Regions from separate parts of the Mus musculus genome. Here region 2 is linked to region 1. Evidence: chromatin contacts called from public promoter capture Hi-C data. All regions are on one chromosome and are shown on one strand. The core of a region is the stretch at or near the end of the contact, and the rest is flanking DNA. Distances in the headings are between cores, read along the strand shown. Region 1 holds the start of 1700023G09Rik (a long non-coding RNA gene). Region 2 holds the start of Ush2a (usherin).

What was found. Promoter capture Hi-C pulls out the DNA fragments that hold promoters and counts their contacts.
Region 2: a promoter capture Hi-C map of hippocampal neurons shows a contact between it and region 1, with 6 times the contacts expected there. The contact joins the promoter of Ush2a here to the promoter of 1700023G09Rik in region 1. A contact is called at or near these places in 1 of 39 promoter capture datasets (hippocampal neurons) and 2 of 9 other capture datasets (adipose tissue and liver).

Annotation. Positions count from the first base shown.
Region 1 is chr1:186,925,321-186,928,262 of GRCm38.p6, forward strand. 1700023G09Rik (a long non-coding RNA gene) reads left to right here and starts at 1,298. Exons shown (of 4, transcript XR_865834.3): 1 at 1,298-1,757. All of the region lies in intron 1 of Gm39732 (a long non-coding RNA gene), which reads right to left.
Region 2 is chr1:188,261,552-188,264,581 of GRCm38.p6, forward strand. It overlaps Ush2a (usherin), which reads left to right and starts at 1,287. Exons shown (of 71, transcript NM_021408.3): 1 at 1,287-1,958. The coding sequence starts at 1,483.

The DNA.
Region 1 (2,942 bases), core at 48-2,547:
TCCTTGATAAAAATCTCTCTTTGTAAAAGAATTAATAATAGAAGAGGAAAAACTCTCAGAACTCTTAAAATATAAAACATGACTTATGGAAGATGTCTGGTTCCAGACTGGCACACAGGGGGCGAATTTGCTTTGCAAAGAGACGCCTCTGTTTGACTAAAGAGAAAGTTCCCAAGAAGCTGGCAGAAAGCGAGAACCTGTGAATGAAGCTTCCAAAGTGGGTCTCAGACTGCACTAGCCAAAAATAAACCGGTTCCTGGCTGAACGACGTAAGTGCAATTGTGAAATTGATATCCCTCCTTGGCCCGGTCCCAGACAATATGTTGCCTTTCGGGGGCTGATCAACGTGATGGATGTGATCTGGGAAAGCCAGGGAGGGTGCTTCTCCTTAATCAAACCCACTGTCCTACACACACACACACACACACACACACACACACACACTCAGGGTGGGGGGGGTGGGGGGAGAGAGAGAGAGGGGAATCATTGTGGATGAACTCACAAGATATTCAAAGCTCTCTTCTGGGTCTCTAGAAATCTGAGAGGCACAAACCAGAGGCCATGCACGGAGAAGTCTGAGACATAAGATGGCAGTAACTGAACAGCTTAGTTCCTGTCAACATGAAATTCAAAAGTCACTCTAATGTCATAGCAAACTTAGTAAACATATGCAGCTTGGCCTTTTGTTTTCTTCCAAAAAAAAAAAAAAAAAAAAAGAGGTTTTCAATATTCTCTCTGTTTAACAGTCATGACCAAGGTCTATTTCCCCCTTTTATTTTTCCTCATTGCTAGTGATGTTTCTAACATAGATTTTAGTGTTTTGATAATCTGTCATCAAAATAACATCCAAAGTCACAGAGGAAAAAAAAAAAAGTCAACTAAAAATCTCTTGGAAACCAACATTCAGCTTGTAGACCCTGGCTTAAGGAGAGCTGGGAATTCTAAACAGCAGCTTTCTGGGTCTAAAATCACTCAATTCAGACTCTTTTTCCCACTGCTACAAGTGAGAAGAGAAGAGCAGCATTCTCATTTCCTGAGGTAAAAATTCCTGACTCACAACGAAGTGGCTGGCCTTGCTGCTTTCTCCTGCTGCTATTGTAATGACTCAGACTAATTGTGTCTTAAAATTCAAAAGATTTCCAGATTGGCTAAGCCTCTTACACACACACACACACACACACACACACACACACACATTGTTGTCCTGTTCACACAAAATATGCAGGAGCCTGACCATCAGCTAATTACATCACAAGCAATCAGTGAACAAAGACTCTTCTTGCCTGTAGAACGAGCCCTGTTTCAAAGCCACTCCAAGAGGGGAAAGAAATTAGGCCCTTTCAGAGAAGGGATCTGGAGTTTGGGTTTTATTTAACTGTACATTCCATTTCAGCGCTGCTGTTGCCTTGATGTTGTGGGATGTTGGTGGCTGTTATTCCTCCAGCAGCTGTGTGGAAGGAACCCTGGGGCTTGAGGGGGTCCCGGAGCTCATCACGCGCACACTGCTGTGGGAGGACCCACAGCTCTTTGGTGAACTATTGTGATGTCAGTTTTACTCAAACCAGTGGAGCGCTTTGCTCTCCAAGAGGCTTTGATGATCTTAAATTTCTTTGAAGAGCGGACAACCTTAACCTGGAGGACGGACAGCAAACTTCCAGTGCTTTCTGCGCATGGAGATGAGATTATTAGACAGATGCAGATCAAAAGAATTCCCAAGGTGTTCGGCTGTAGCACAGAGAGAGACTTTGGGATTGGAGGTGTGAAGGCTGTGAGGATGATGTGAGGTGGTCTGTGAAGTGATGGGTAAATGCAGGAAGCCCAGCCTGGTGCTGGCAGTGACTGCATCTACCTGGTATGGGAGCAAATCCAACATTAGAGTTTTAAGTGAGCTCGATTTGAGAGGAGGAGAGTTCAACGACCGTTTAGATAAAGCATTCACTAAGAAGAAATGACTGGTACTGAAATTACTTCTGCCCCTTTCTTTAGGTTTTAATGATATTCCTGTTTATTTAATATAATAGTCATAATTTTGTGAGGAACTCATCTTAAAATCTTATTGGGGGGTATTACATAGGGAAAAAAATAACAGGACTACACCATTCCAGGAAACAGAGGTGGTTTTTGCATAAGACCAGATGGACTCAGATCAGGAAAGCTTGTGACTGGCTTATACGGCTGCCAGGCTATTTCTCTGGGGCAGAAGCTGAGAAGAGCCCTGGAGTCATTAGATCCTGGCAAGAAAAGAATAATCTCTGGAATGGTGGCTATTTTCTATGACTATACCTGGTTAGTTCTAACCAGGAATGCTGGTTAGTTAGTCTATTACTTTACTCTGATAACTAGCTTTGAAATTTTAAACTCTGCAAACTGATTATGACATCACATGCCTGGAATCCCAGCACCTAAGAGGGAGGCTGGTACCTGAGGACCTGGGTTTAAGGTTGTCCATAGCTACGTGACTAGTTGGAAACCAGCCTGGGCTACACAAAGCACTGTCTCAGAATAAGGAAAAAAAGAAAACGTTCGTGAAATTTCAAATTCCGGTTAATTAAGACTACAATTAAATTGGAATTTTAAGTATGTGGCTTCTATTGTCCACAGGACTGAAGATATGTTCCCTGTCTCTCCAATGGGTCACTCCAGAATCTGTTTGCTATTCTCAGAGATGCATTTAATTGCACTGAGTTAGGGAGAAAAATCTATTACTCTTTCTTCTTCCCTCTCTCCCTTTTGTTCTGGGACAGGTTTTCAACCTAGTCCAGTCTAACTTGTAACCCACTGAATAGCCCAGACTGGGTTTGAACTTGCAATGATCTTCCTGTCTCAGACTTAGTAAAATTATATATAATTATAACTCATAATCTATCCCACTGGAGGTTGGAAATCCAGAAATAAAAAAATTTCTAAATTATAATATTAATAACAATAAGATTTGTAATTAT
Region 2 (3,030 bases), core at 37-2,536, 1.3 Mb after region 1:
GTGCATACAGACACCACACATGAGCTGGCAGTCAGGTGACTACAATTTGGCAGCCCCATTAGTCCCTGGTTCCTTCTCTGGCTGGTTTAGAGTCTGTTTTCCAAGCCCAGTGTTTAGAAGTCCACGGTGTATCTTGCCTTAAGTAATCAAACACAGTTAGAGCAGGATGTCCTGAGGTGAACAAAGCCAAAGAGAAAATTCCATCAATTGGCCAGCCTCATGCTGGCTCCTTCCTCCCAAAGAGGGAACATGCAGAACTGCAGAACGACCCATATAGTTGCTGTCTTATAGAATCAGGCCTTTGTGATTAAAGCATCGCATGGAGTAAGATTCATAAAAGCAGGGAAAGGGAGGGGCCTGGCAGGGTATTACAGGATAAGGTGTACTGCTACTTTAAAAATTAAGCATGCATGCCCCACCTGACTCCCTCCCACTGTACCAGCTTGAAAGCCTTGAAAGCCAGGACACCTCAGTTGCTGAGGGGCCACCGAACAGCCTACACTGAGCTACAGGTAACCCTTTTGAGCTCTGGGGAAGAGTGGCCTGAGTGACAAGTCTCACTCAGGGCCTTCATGCTGCCGGGGCCTATTTCCTAGACGTAATGGGGAGGGGGTGACAGCAAGGTTGCCAGGCAACGTGGGACAGAGGTCCTGTCCAGGAGCTATTTCTCACACTGAGGGGACTGGTTGAAATGCAATAAAGAAATAGTAACTCAGCTTATTTATCAATACAATTACTTACACGGCATTAGGAATCCATATTTAACCTCCAAATACGGAGTCATATGTGGAAACATTAACACAAATGCTTGATAAATATTAAGGCACAGGGCAAGCAGATGGTATTGAGTTTCTAATCAGCTTTGCTGTGAGCTTAAAGTAGCTGTGCAGGCTGGGATGAGGGGGAAAGGCCCAGAGTGCTTAGCTTGCTGCACTTTGGGTAAATGCAAGTTAGCTCTGGTCACAACATATGGTGTTCGTGAAAAGAGCTAAAGGATGCTTTACTGCATTAATTAGAGTGGGTGGTGCCAATTCTCTGGGGTCGAGTAACAGCTCACAGTAGCTGTAAGCCTCTACAACACACAATCATCCATAAATACACAAACTGATTGTCCTATAGGTCGATGAGCGTGATTTGTCCAATAACGTTCAGATCTTTGTCATATTTTTTGACTCTAAGTTGTGTGGTTCATAATGGACTTTGAGAAGTTCTCCATTGTTTTTGTAGGGGGCATCAGATCTTCATGCTTAGAATAAACTATCGATTTCTTGTGTGTTGTTCACCAGGCACCGGCTTCGACTCATGTTTCTGTCCTCCCTCAGGACACCCTTGCTCTGCCTTCCCTGTGACAGTGTGTCTACAGTCTCCCCAAGATGAAACATCTCAGGGATCAAGTGCCTTTCCAGGATTTCTGGTGAACAGTGCAGCCCTGGATCTTAATTTAGGAATGCTTCATTGGGTGAAGAATCCTTTTTTGTAATCATGCATTACCTGGCTCTCTCACCGGGCTTCCTGTGTTACACCATTAAAACATTGATCCTTGCCTATTTGGCTTCGGTATTGGTGTTGGCTGCCTCACAGGGCGTTTTCCCAAGGCTGGAGAATGTGGGTGCTTTCAGGAAGGTATCCACTGTGCCAACCCACGCCACGTGTGGATTCCCAGGCCCTAGCACTTTTTGTCGTAGCCCGGTGGCGGCTGAGCATGTGCAACTGTGTACGGAGAGGCTGTGTATCCAGGATTGCCCCTACCGCTCTGCCTCTCCTCTCTATACTGCCCTCCTAGAAGGCCTCCGGAGCTGCATCCCTGCAGACGACGGTGATCTCCACCCTTACTCCAGGAGCAGCTCCGTGAGCTTCATGTTCGGAAGTCACCAGAACTGCCCGTCTCTACGGGCTCCGAGGCTGGCAGCCGAATTGACCTTAGCTGTGTGGTTGAAGCTTGAGCAAGGAGGCACTATGTGAGTAACACCAGCTGTTTCTAGTTTTCATTTGACCTAGAACCCCCGTGAAATGGGAAGTTGTGGAAACTATTGCAATCTGAGGTCTCACCTAGAAATTAAGGTAACAGTACAGCTGTTACAGCTGTGGGGGCTACCGTTGAAGACCAGCTGCTGTGTTAGTCTTCCCTTTTCTGGCTCTACAATGTGAGTATTGTTTCCTGAAATGTTTTCAATCTGTTGAAAATGAAAATGGACAGCGAAAATATTGAAATAGTTGCATTGAGGGGGGCATATATCTGAACATACCTCAAGTACATATGTAACATATATTATTTAGTATAACACACAATAGAATTATAAATTGATAAATATCAATTATACCAGAGTCATATATTATTTATTCTTTTTATTTCTCATAGACTAGCTGAACTTTTGGTCCTAGCCTTATAGTCAAAAACTTTGACTAGACAGGTAGCTTTCTGAAGGCGTAGGGCTGTTTTACTTACCTTTCTTTTCTCAATAAACATTTCACATAACAAATCGAAGATGTTCAACAGTAGAGTTGAACATGCGGACAGCACCCCACCTCCCTCACAGTACAGTCTTTGACCCACGTGGTGTCCCCATCCTCAGAGGTTCTTAAGAGCTCCCCAGCTCTTGAGTCTGTTAAGGATGCCCTCGACGTGAATGGGAGTGAAGCTTCCATGTGACCAACTTTGGTTGGTGCAGTCGTGAACTCTTCCTGCTGTCACCTCTTCTCTCAGTGACAGTTGACTGCCGTGCCTTAAGTAATACAAGGCCTGTTTAGAAACATCAGCAACATTTTGACTCATCTTTATTTAACTTACTGTTTACATTTTGCTATGTATGTGTTTACATGTGTGCCTGTAAATACAGTGCCTGTAGAAGCCAGAGAGGGCTTTGAGGACCTCGGAGCTGGCTCTGTGGGTGCTTACAAGCCACCTGACTTGGGCTCAGGTCCTTTGTATGAGCATCAATCGCTCTTAGCCTTTGAGTCTCTCTCTGGCTCCCACTGATCTTTTGTTTAATATTTGCTTTTGCCATTTTCTTCCATGCATGATGTGTGTTC